Regions from separate parts of the Mus musculus genome. Here region 2 is linked to region 1. The links are chromatin contacts, called in public Micro-C maps. All regions are on one chromosome and are shown on one strand. Each heading gives the region's core, a stretch centred on a gene start, on an enhancer-like site or on the middle of the called end of the contact. The rest is flanking DNA. Distances are from core to core; before and after follow the strand shown.

Evidence for each region. A called contact is a pair of places that touch in the nucleus more often than the background predicts.
Region 2: a Micro-C map of embryonic stem cells shows a contact between it and region 1, with 4 times the contacts expected there. The contact joins the enhancer-like site here to the promoter of Cep83 in region 1. A contact is called at or near these places in 6 of 39 promoter capture datasets (the C10 cell line, embryonic stem cells, hippocampal neurons and 2 more), 2 of 484 Hi-C or Micro-C datasets (both in embryonic stem cells), 6 of 115 datasets of contacts at active chromatin or transcription factors (bone marrow-derived macrophages, cardiomyocytes, embryonic basal ganglia and 3 more) and 2 of 9 other capture datasets (liver and macrophages).

What each region holds. Positions count from the first base shown.
Region 1 is chr10:94,684,830-94,691,137 of GRCm38.p6, reverse strand. It overlaps Cep83 (centrosomal protein 83), which reads right to left and starts at 2,348. Exons shown (of 16, transcript NM_029852.2): 1 at 2,092-2,348. Cep83os (centrosomal protein 83, opposite strand) reads left to right here and starts at 2,525. Exons shown (of 3, transcript NR_015524.1): 1 at 2,525-2,905.
Region 2 is chr10:95,451,778-95,458,085 of GRCm38.p6, reverse strand. No RefSeq gene overlaps it. Among named protein-coding and RNA genes, the nearest start is that of 5730420D15Rik, 38 kb to the right of the region's middle. Within about 2 kb of position 3,550, at least 11 of the 459 cell types and tissues checked have an H3K27ac peak or open chromatin away from gene starts, as enhancers often do. A contact at or near this core is called in embryonic stem cells, where this site is marked.

The DNA.
Region 1 (6,308 bases), core at 1,099-3,598:
TACAAAGTGAGCTCCAGGACAGGGCTATACAGAGAAACCCTGTCTCAAAAAAAAACAAAAACAAAAACAAAAAAACAACAACAAAAAAAAGACTGAGCCACAAGAATTGCCAGATGTTAAAAGTCAATGAGGAAGCTACAGTGGGTTCTAGATCATCCTGAGCAAAATTACAAGACCAAGCTTCAACTTAAAACAACAAAAAATAAATAAATAATAAAAAGGCAAACGACAACAAAACAATCATTTAAGCCAATCACTCAGGCTTGTGGTCCCAGTTATGGTCCTAAGAAATTCCTTTTCCCAAAGTTTGTCATTTAGAAAAAAACCTCAGGGACTTCATTCATTCTTCTTATCCCTGGCAAAAAGGACCCAAGGCTGTTGCATTAACCTAATCCTGAGATGCCTATTAGCATGTCAAGATGTATGTTAGCCTCTAGGCTCCCTCAATCCCTACTCACAAGTACCTGCTACAGAGTGTTCCTGGCTGGCACACCCTCCCCAGCTCCCTCCTGGGCCCCTCCCCTAACCCTCTCCAGCTTCCTTCCCCCAGCTTCTCTTTCCTGTACAACCTCAGTCAACCATCATGATGGCTTAGCTTACTCTCTGCACTCTAGGTTCTGCTTTCCACTCCACTCCTGGACCTCTTGCTTCCTTCCTTTTCCCCCCTCTCTCCTCTCACGACCTGGTCTATTCTGTTGGCCATGTTCAGTCTAGACCCTTCTTGTTGCCTCTGGCTGTTCTCTCCTTCACATCTACAGTAAACTCTTCTCCTCAACCATACCTTGGAGCGGTTATAGCCTCATTTTCATTCTGTCCTGGAATTCAGGAGGCTGAAGCAGAGAAATTGCCAATTCAAAGCAAGTCTGGGATACAAAGCTAGACCATGTCTTTAATGCTTTCCCCACCAAACAGAACACTTAATAAAGTAAATTAAAATAAAAACTTAGTTTACCATTCAAGTTATATCACTAAGGGTTCAACAAATGTAGACCAAGGCTACTGCTAAGCCAAGGCTTAAAAACTTGTACTGTTTCACAATCTCTCAAATGTATGTAACTCTAAATTGCTATAATCTTTTTATTTAAGAATATTATTAAATACAGATTGCATACTTTATCTCATTAGAAAAGAAATACTCAAAGAGAAATACCCAGCATACTCCGGAATATGTAACAACCAAAAAGAACTCAAATCCATTTACAACTCTCCATAGTCTTGTGTGACAACAAAAACAATCAAAGTGTTCTAATAATTCTAGATAAAATTTATTTGAAATCTGACTACAAAAGGCAACAAATGTAGCCACCTATAAACTAAAAGCATAAATCTGAAGAGCTCCAACTCGCTCCAAACTCAGATTAACAGGCCACATTTACTTATGTTCTAGTTGAATATTAGACTTGTTTACGGTGATGTTGCTTGGTAACAGAAGCACGGCTTTAACAACCTACTCGGTACTTTAAATCTCAGTTTAGTACTTTATACTAACAGCCTGAACATATTATGAATTCACTACATATTTAAAAAAAAATCATCAGAACAAATTTAGCCTGATCCTCAACATGTTCGAGAAGAAAGTGGTCTGATAATTAGAAGGTAAGCAAAGACTTAAAGACACTTAAATGCCCTCTAGGGCATTTTTAAAAAGCCAAGAGTCTTTTTATCATAGTCAGAAACTGGACTAAGAACTTGCCAAAGTACCAAGCCCAAAATACACTTCCCACAGTTCAGACCTTACCTCAGCAACATCCGCAAACCTCACTGCTATGACTACCTTTAAGGACAAGGAAAATGATGACAGCGTGGCTTTTCCCCCACCAATTAACCTAGAGGTGCTTTACACTAACCCCATGACTCCGCTGGCTACCGTGCCGCAGTGCACCAAAGAGCCCCGAAAGGAGTTTCACGTGCTTTAAAAAAGAAAAAGAAAAGAAAAACCTTGCATCCAGAACTCATCTCAGGGCCTGCCTTCCTAACACCGGCTAACACTGCTTCACCAGGAAACAAAACCCGGGTCCAAGGGCGGGCGCGGAGTGCCGCAGGCTTCCAAGCAGACGCCCAGCACGCCTAAAAAGAAGAGAGGTGACTTACCAAACTCACACACGGTCCCCGCTGCTCGCCCCAGCACAGCAGCCGCGCTCGCCACCGGGAGCCCCCGGCACAGCTCCAACCACCGCCACCCACTCCGCTCTGCTCTCCCAGGCATTGGGGCCGAGGGCTCGGGACGGTCCCACCGGCTGGGGTGTGGGGCCCGGAGCGGTCCAAGCGGCCGCTGCCGCCGCGGGGCTGGAGGCGAACCGAGGAGCCGGACGGTCCGCGAGGGCACCCACGCCTCGGGAAAGGTTGAGGTAGCCCGGGAAACTCGGAGGGCTGAGAGGGCGGCGGCTGCAAGGCCGGCTCCTCCTCCGCGGCCCGCCCTCCTCGGCCGACACGCCGCCCCCTCAGCCCGCCGTCCGCCACTCCCGAGCGGACCGCGCGCGTCCCGAGCCCCGGCGAGGCGCGAGGCAGGAAGTCCCGCCTCCCCGTCCTACGTCATCAGCACCGCGCGCCGCCCAAGGTCCGAGCCGTTGGTGAGAGGAGCGGGCTGACGGTTACGCGGGTAGCTGTTGCCGCTGTGGGGGAAAAAAAAAAGTGAGGATGCCACTCTGGGACGTCCCTGTGGGCCGCACCGAAGCCCGCGAGCCCGGGGAACGGCAGATGTCACCTCACGCCCGACTCCCGGTGGGCTGAGGGACTCTGTGCCCTTGTCACACTTCCTTCTCGGAGGGCTTGGACGGTGCTCTTCGCCGCCACCTCTGTTCCCGCCCGCCTTGTCATCGTGCCTGCTGGGCGGATTTTCCGGGCTCTGGCACCCAGTCAGCCTGTGAGTGCGGAGTCGCCCCCAGCTTGCCACCAGGGAAGTCAGGTCAGGACCTCCTTCCTGCCCCAGGCCCATCCTGTAGGCCCGCCTGCTCTTAGGGGTAATATAACAGGGTGGGCTCCTGGTCTCCAGGCTGCAAACTAAATTGACACTTGGTGACAGCTTTGATAATATTTGTGACCTAAAAGCTAAGGTAAATTAGGCTTTTCGCGTTTCAGGGTGGGCGATGGGAGAAACATGCATCCCGTCTATACCCATGCTTGCTGAGTGCCTCCATACTGTGGCCTTGGATCGCCACAGTGCATTATGAAGCACAGCTTATCTTCACCTCTCATGAACATGCAGGAGATGACTAGATCCGGGCTCTGGGTAGAGTGGTAACTGAGCTGTCACCATTTTTTCTAGAAATGAGGGTGCATACTATTATGGGTAGGTTATATAAAGGAGGTATGTGGGAGACACATTCACGATCAGAATAGAGAAAGCAGAAGTCCTGTGTGTGTGAGAGACATTGACAGTAACAATTTGCTGAACAGTCCTATATCAAGTGCCGCAGCATTTTTATAGATTATCTTAATCCCTAGTTCTGTAAATTCAATTAGGCGTTACGGATTCCCCAGATCCTGAAATCAAATCAAATCATTTGTAACCAGTGGAAATATCCGTTAAAAAAATAAAATAAATTAAATAAAATAGAATCACTGGAAAGTGAGGAGAAGACTGGAGAGATGACTAACAACTGAAGAAAAACTTTATTTCTCAGAGAAGAGTAAATGCTAGATGAACATTTAAACCGTTAAAAATAGGAGAAAATCCGCAGTGGTGAGATGTCTCAGTGTTTAGAAGTGCTTGCTGCTTTCCCAAAGGACCCATATTAAGGTCCCTGAAGCCAGGTCCTGCTGCTCAAATTGGCCTGTAACTACAGCTCTCAGGATCTGATGCCTTTGGCCTCTGAGAACATCTGCACCAACTCACATAAAGACACAGATTAGTATAAATAGCAATATTTTTAAATAGAAAATCAAGGTGTATATATTAATAACCATTTGTCTTAGTGAGGGTTTCTATTCCTGGACAAAACATCACGACCAAGAAGCAAGTTGGGGAGGAAAGGGTTTAGTCAGCTTACACTTCCACCCTGCTGTTCATCACCAATGAAGCCAGGACTGGAACTCAAGCAGGTCAGGAAGCAGGAGCTGATGCAGAGGCCATGGAGGGATGTTCCTTACTGGCTTGCTCAGCCTGCTCTCTGATAGAACCAAGAGTACCAGCCCAGAAATGGCACCACCCACAAGGGGACCTACCCCTTGATCACTAATTGAGAAAATGCCTTACAGCTGGATCTCTGTGGAGGCACTTCCCCAACTGAAGCTCCTTTCTCTGTGATAACTCCAGCTGTGTCAAGTTGACACAAAACTAGCCAGTACACCTTGTGATTAGAAAGGCCTTATCCAAGTATGAAATAAACTACAATAACAAAAGTTGTAATGCATCCTCAAAAATTGAAAAAAGAACCATAGAAAAATATATTCATAACATTTGCAAAGGAAAAATATTCCCAACATACAGCTCTTAGAAAAATCACTTATAAATTTCAACACCTAAATAATAAAAATTGACAGAGAGGTGGCACGTGTTTGTAATCCCAGCACTCTAGTCACTGGGATAGGAGTTTGAGGTCATCTTGGGCATATAAGTAAGACTTTGACAAAAAGAGAAAATTGTCCAAATATGACATTCTCCAAGAAAAATACCCAATTAACAAATGAAAAGGTATCCACCTTCCAAACAGATCTTTTGCTGACCAGTATTAACAGGACTGTGGAAATACAATTCCTTTGTGACCACTAGTGTGAGGGCGATAATTGTACACCTGACTTAATATAAGCATTGTCCTCTGTCGCACTTAAAGGAAAAAAAAAAAGGATTCCTAAGGATATTGTTGACTCTCATGTTTCTATTACATACTCATGATGTATAATAGCACTAGAACAGAAGACAATTATGGTGTGTGTATACAATAGAATACTCTTGACCCATTAAAACATTCGATTGCATATGTCCATGGAATCTGGGTCATATTTGTCCAAAAGAAAAAGCAAAATACAGATCACAGTGTACAGAATATGAATGCATATATGATGGCAAATATGAGTACAAAATCTAAAAGAATATGAAGCTGCTTTTTATCTTTTGGATGTTTTAACCTTGTTTAAGTTTTTTTTAATTTGTGAATTTATTATTTTATGAAAGTGAGATCATGTTATGTTTTTTAATTATAAGATGTGCCAGGGAAAGAAGCAGCTGACTGCCGGCCTACACCAGTGTGCAACCTTGGGATCTTGGGATTTTTTGTTGTTGTATTGCCATAAATTCTACAAACTTGTAGACCTGACTACTGACTCACCACATATCTTGATTCTGACTTTTTTTCTTGAATGCCCTCCTGTATTCTCTATGTTCTTCATGATATTTTTCACCGTATCTTGTAATTCCCCCTACCCCTGGATTATTTTTGCTCTTTCTGTACATATATCTTTCTGGTATGTATTACACATTTCCTTTTTCTTATCTATCATTTGTTTATGTATTTGTAAACTCACAAACTATTCTAGTCCTAGTGCTAATAGAACTATGTTGAATTTAAAGAGATACTTGGGTTACTTATGCTAGTAATAACTAAAATGAAACAGAAACTGCCATGAGGCTGGAGAACTCACATTTGCCATTGTGTGTGAGACCCAGTGGAAGGCAAAGCAGGAGCTGACACAGAAGGAATAAAACATTCAAGTAACTCAGTACAGAACACATTGAATTTATGATCAAAACACTGACAGGGAACTCCAGGCACATACGGCTGTACTAATGAATTTCATCAATACCTTAGGTAAAGCGTTCCGGTGCTACCCTGTTTCAGAAAAACAGCAGTTTCATGAGTTCAACATAATCTTAGTACCAAAATATGCCAATAGTGTTTTATAAGAAAATCACAGACCAATATTCTTCATAAACATAGATGTTTAAATTCTTAAATATTGGCAAATCAAAGTTTGCAACATAGAAAATTAACATGACCACAGACGATGAAATGCAATACAGGACAAGAGTTCATAACATTTATGGAACAAAAATGAAAGCCATAGCCCCATAGATGCAGAAGAGTGTTTTACAAAATTCAAAACCCAAGGCCGGGCATGGTGGCACACGCCTTTAATCCCAGCACTTGGGAGGCAGAGGCAGGTGAATTTCTGAGTTCAAGGTCAGCCTGGGCTACAGAGTGAGTTCCAGGACAGCCAGGGCTACACAGAGAAACCCTGTCTCAAGAAAAAGAAAAAAAAAAAAAAAAAGTAAAACAAAATTCAAAACCCAAGGTTAAGTCACGGCAAGCTAAGAACAGAAGGGAACTCCCTCGAGGAGTTTGGTTATCTTTTGAAAACTTTGTGGTAAA
Region 2 (6,308 bases), core at 2,301-4,800, 770 kb before region 1:
GAAAAAGCAACAGTCTGCAATAAAATCTCCTTCCATTTTGGAAAGCATCACCACAAAGGCCTTTCACCATTTGATTGATGAGAGTGGGTGCTCAGGATTCTGTTTTAATAAGCAAGGCTGTTCAGGGATACTTCAGCTGTGCATTCCCTTCCAAAGTCCAGGCGCACACAGTCTTGATGATGACTGATCCAGGGGCTGGAGACATGGCTCTGTGATTCCAGACGTCATGGGTGAGTATCTGTATCCCAGAACCCACATAGTGACTCACACACACATCTGTACCTCCAGTCTGAGGGGATCCAATGCCATTTTCTGGGCTCTGGGGGCAGTAGGCACACATTCACTCAAGCAGGCAAAATACCCATATGCGTAGAATAAAATAAGACATTTAAAAGATGGCTAATCTAACCTAACAGAATTTCACATAGCCCTCTTTTTTTTTCCAGTCAGTTGGCTTCCTAGCTTGACGTTATGACAAGCAAGTAAAGGCATAGATGTTCCTTCTTTAGCTGTAAATGCACAGATGGCCCCTCTTCTTTAGCTGTGAATGTGGTTCTGATAAGAAACAAGAGTTAAAGGAGCCAACATTAGTCTTTATCACTCCTCAGTTACTTTGACGCGCCTCAGAAAATGGGCTTGTTTTTAAAATTCAGCAACGGCTTATAAGACTAGGATGCTTGCCTAGCTCTTACTCAGGGACACACGACCCTTGAAGAGGGAGTCAAAACTGATGGTATGCATTAGAAAACCTGCCAAAGTAGGTTTTAAGGTCTTGAGCCCTGTTAATACAGACAGTGCGGCGGGATGAGAGTGGTGCCCATGGGCTCCTGTGTTTCGATGCTGCATTCCCAGTTATGGAGCTTTGGGGAAGGATTAGGTTGGCTTTGTTAGGGGAGGTCTGTCATAAGGGGAGAGGGAGGGACTTGGAGGTTGCCTGTTATATTAAGAATTAATTACCGGGCTGGAGAGATGGCTCAGCGGTTAAGAGCACTGACTGCTCTCTAGAAGGTCCTGAGTTCAAATCCCAGCAACCACATGGTGGCTCACAACCATCCAAAATGAGCTCTGACGCCCTCTTCTGGCATGTCTGAAGACAGCTACAGTGTACTTACATATAATAAATAAATTAAAAAAAAAAAAGAAAGAAAGAAAACGCCGGGCGGTGGTGGCGCATGCCTTTAATCCCAGCACTTGGGAGGCAGAGGCAGGCGGATTTCTGAGTTCCAGGCTAGCCTGGTCTACAAAGTGAGTTCCAGGACAGCCAGGGTTATACAGGGAAACCCTGTCTCGAAAGACCAAAAAAAAAAAAAAAAAAAAAAAAAAAAAAAAGAATTAATTATTCTTAATATAAGTGTAATCGATGAATTAATCTGGTAGCTGTATTTGTTTACCTTATGCTAGTTCCTACTAACTGTACAGAGAAATCAAGATTTATTTAAAACTGTACCTCAGTAGCTGAGCAGGAAAAGATGTACCTTAAACTTGTGTGCTAATCTGGCTACTTCCCAGCCCCATCCCAGAATACTTGCATATTATTATTGATCTTCAGTCCTGTTCCTCATGGCTCCAGTTCCTCTGTTCTACCAGTTCATCTGAATTTCCCTCTCTTCTCTTTTTTCCTCTGGTTGGCCAATGTCCCACCCTCTTCTCTATTCTGTTGAGCCATTGGGTGATCAGCATTTCTTGAGGAGGCAAAGAATAAATGGTGAGAACTGTTTACACAAACTTGAGACAGGAGATTCTTGGTATAAGCATCACAATGACATGTCCTGATTGAAACAGGATACTAGGGCAGAGAAATCAACATTTGAATAACCCAAGGGTAAACTTTACACAGAGCACAAAACATCACCTGACATCTGCAGGGGGTGGGGTGGGGGAGGGGCTCTAAGCCACCTCAGCGCAGTTTGAAATGTGAGTTCCCAGCATTCTTAAACCTTCACTCAGCCATCAGGGACTCGAACTTCAGGATCTGCAAACAAGTCAGCTCTTTCTTTTATAGCTTGTCTCAGTCCTAGTGTTTTAGCCCAGCAGCAGAAAGGTAACCAATACAGGCAGTAATTCTATTCTTACACGATTATTTTAAAGAGTTAGTAAACCGGGCGTGGGGGCGCACGCCTTTAATCCCAGCACTCAGGAGGCAGAGGCAGGCAGATTTCTGAATTCGAGGCCAGCCTGGTCTACAGGGCTATCTCGAAGAACCAAAATAAATAAATAAGTAAAATAGTTAGTAATAAACACAGACAAGGGTCTGTAGTAGACAGCCCTTGCTTATCACAGTCCCAAGACCCCCAGTGCCATCTGAAGCTGCAGACTGTACCAAGCTTGATACCAACTATACTTGTTCTTCACTATCCATCCCTATGATAGCTTAATTTATAAGTTGGGCAAAATAAGGTATTAACTAAAAGAACTAGTAACACATAGAGTGAGTGTACTACCCTGTAATAAAAGTTATTTCAGACTTATGAATTGGTTACTTCTAGAATTTTCCATTTAATGTTTTCGGACTATGACTGATTCCATGGAACAAACGCACAGAAACTAAAACCATAGATAAAGGGGCAACTACAGTATATCCAAGGAAGGTCATTGCTATATTATTTACATGATGGAGAAATTGGAAATGAACTTGATTCTTTAAAAAAAAGGGAGACAGTCTACCATAAAATATTGTGTTAAATCCAATGTTGGTGAAGATAGTGTAATAATATAAAAAAGATTCCAGTGAAAAACATATCTAGAAAAGGGCCTGCGATTATAGATAAATATTTGCCCTGTGAATACATGAATGCGTATCACTTTATTTTTATTTATTTATTTATTTATTTTTGATTTTTCGAGACAGGGCTTCACTGTGAAGCCCTGGCTGTCCTGAAACTCACTCTGTAGACCAGGCTGGCCTCGAACTCAGAAATTCACCTGCCTCTGCCTCCCGAGTGCTGGGATTAAAGGCGTGTGCCACCATTCCCATCGAGTATCACTTTATAATCAGAAATAATTATTTTAAATGATCTGGAGAGATTACATGGCCTCACCCTCAACCCCTCCTCGGCTTCTCTATGGTCTGGTTCTTTCCGAACATGTTCAAGGGCCAGGGTATTCGTCTCTTAGGCTTTGGTGATTAAAAACTTCCAGCCTGTGGACCCCTTGAGAAAGCCTCTTTGCAGGAAGAGGGGAACGGTAAGGAGTATCATAGGAGCGCAGAACTTTGATCTGGGAATCATCAGTGTCAGCAAGAAGACCATGAAACATTACTGGACAGAAAGAAAAACCTCCTGCCCAATGTGCTTTCTCTCTTAATCATGAAAATCTCAAAACGGAGGCGTTTCCCCAGCCAGAATCACCAGATGATTATAATTTGGTGATTATACATTTTCCTAGGACTACAGTACATCTTCTGGCAATGTTGAGAAAGTGATTGTATCCTGACCAGGCTGGTTGAAGCATTTCTTTCCCCTCTACAGCCTGCCCAGAGGTAGCCCAGTATCCCAACACAAAGTCTCTCCTTCCTGCGAGGCCGGGCAGACTTCTGCAAGCAGGCTGTAAAAGGGGCGGGTTCTTACCCCCCACCCTAGCAGCCCTGTGACCTGTGCCTTGCTCACTCTACCCCTCAGTACTGTCTTTCCTGAGGCATTGGCTCTGCCACCATAAGAAAGCCACCAGTGTCTAGAAATCTTGGCATCTGATGGCCAGAGGTTGGGAAACCTCTTCTTGGCTCTGGATCTTATTATTATTACTTATAATGAAAAAATAGCCAGAGAAATAAAGATTAGCATTTTTTAAAAGTATCCTAGGTAGAGATGACACTTCTGGAATTATACAGAGGGGAAGAGGATAAAGACAACATGAAATCCTGAACGTGACCTTGAGTGTAGCTTACAAAGGACATTCTTAGTGGTAGCCGGATACATTTCTAGTATCAAGAAAGGGTTTTATACAAAGAACCTTTTGTTAATAATAGTTATTGACCATTTGGAGAGAGACAGAGACAGAGACAGAGACAGAGAGCATGCATGTTTTCTGAGAGGGTGGCTTAAGGGTCTCTAAAATTTTATAAGCATTTCCTTCTTTCTCTGTTTTGTTAAGCGCGAAGTTAGAAACATTTCTACCTCATTAGCCTCAATTCAAAGACTCATTTGGGACACCTGCTACTTAAGCCCAGTTTTCTATTTTTAAGACCGCAATCTTGGGCATTCTTGAAAAGCATCTGCTTGTTTATTTTAGTTCATTTTTAAGAAAGTAGCTCCTGGCCAATCTGTACTGCAGTGTCTGAAGAGATGTAACGAAACTAGATATAGAAGACTGACATGTGTTGTGTGTGTGGTATGTGGTGTATGTGTGGTGTGTGTGTGTGTGTGTGTGTGTGTGTGTGTGTGTGTGTGTGTGTGTGTGTAAAAGGGCAGTGGGTTGAAAGCCATATTCTGAATCAAGGGCAACACCTGTTAAGTGGAAACTGGTTAGCTATAAATAGAGTGTTAAACAGGTAGATCAGAACACAGTAATGGAAGCCTAGAGTCATCCCTACCTCTGAAGCAAGGAAACCTGTGCCACACTATGTAGGTCCTCCCTGTCGCAGGATTTTCCTTGTCCAATCATATTAGGGCAGCAGGAGGCCTGTGATTGGACAGGGAAAAGAGAGGCGGAGCTAAGAGTTGCAAAGACAGAGAATGTCTCAGCGAGAAAGGGAAGCCTGAGATAGAAGTGGACAGGAACCAGAGTGGCTTTAACCGCCACAGGTAGTTCTGATATCACAAGGTGAGAATAATTGGGATAAAGCTTTCGTCATTATCATTTGGCTCTGAAATTATTGTACTGGCATCTTGTAAATTGAGAATTTATTGATACATAAATCTGATTGGTTAATTATAAGCTTCACGAGTTTTGCTTCTACCTGGTAAATGGGTGTTGTGGTGGCTGACCATGGGGTGGACAGTTGTGGTGTGGGGTTGGTGTGACAGCAAAAGGAACTCGGGAGCTCTGGCCCCCGCCAGAGAGTTGGCAGGTAGAGACAGAGCCCATGGGACGGACTGCCATGGGGCCGAGAATTGCCAGCAAACTTGTGGGACTGTGCTGGGCCCTTTAAAAAAAAATATTTCCCGCAGCACCTCCCATACTGTGAATGTTGAAGAAAGTGTTACCATTTTTGGAAACTTCAAGAAAATGATTCAATCACCTGACTGGGATTCATGTGTGCTCACAGAGATTGGAGAGCTTATATGAGTCTGACCGAGGTCCTCTGCATGTGTGTTATGGTTGCATAGCCTGGTGTTCTTGTGGAAATCCTAACAAAGGGAACAGGGCTGTCTCTGAGTCGTCTGCCTACTTGTGGGACTCTTATCCTCCTACCGGATGGCCTCATCCATCCTTGATGTGAGAACATGTGCCTGGTCTTATCGTAGCTTGTTATGCCATGTTTGGTGGATGCCCCTGCTCGTCCTGCTCTTTTCTGAGGGGAGGTGAAGGGTGATGGATCTAGGGAAAAGGGGAAGTTGTGGGGAGAGCCCGATAGGAGGGGAGGGAGGAGAAACTGCAGTTGGAATGAAACATATCAGAGAAGAATAAATAAAAATGAAAAAAAAGAGTAAATGATTCCATTTTTGGATGTAGAACAAAAGCAAGAAGACATGGAATGATTAATAAATAGGATACACTAAACCCAACTGCATACTCTCAAGCAAACTTCCCCTGAGCTGGATTCCCAGATATCTGGGACCACTCCAAAGTCCTCAGCCCATCAATACATACTTTATGAGAACACACAGAAACAGTCAATACATTCAAATACACAACAAGGGGTGCCTATAGGAGAGTTAGGGCCAAGAAAGGATTAATGAAACACTTTTTTCACTGTGTCTGTGTTCCCACATAAATACCTGAGGCAACCAATTCGTAAAGAAGTGATTTTACTTTGGTTCATAGTTTTGACCTTAAAAAATGGTTTTTACATTTATTTACTTCAATGTGTATGTACATACATGTGCCATAGTACACACATGGATGTCAGAGGACAACTTTCCAGAGTTCATTCTCTTCCTCTACCACATGGGCCCTGGGATTCTAATATCAGCCTTGGCAGCAAACGAGGCTGTATCTCTCCAGCCCCAGCTCACAGTTTTGAAGTCTCAGAAACTGCAATCATGGCCCCCTGTCCCTGGGACCATGGTGAGTCAGTGCATCATGCAGGAACTGTGTGGGCCTTGGCTAGGCAGCACAAGAGAAGGGAGGGAGCTTGGGCTCCACAGACACCTTCAAGGGTACACCCTTAAGATTTGTAATATTGCCAATTAGACAGGATCTAGAATCAC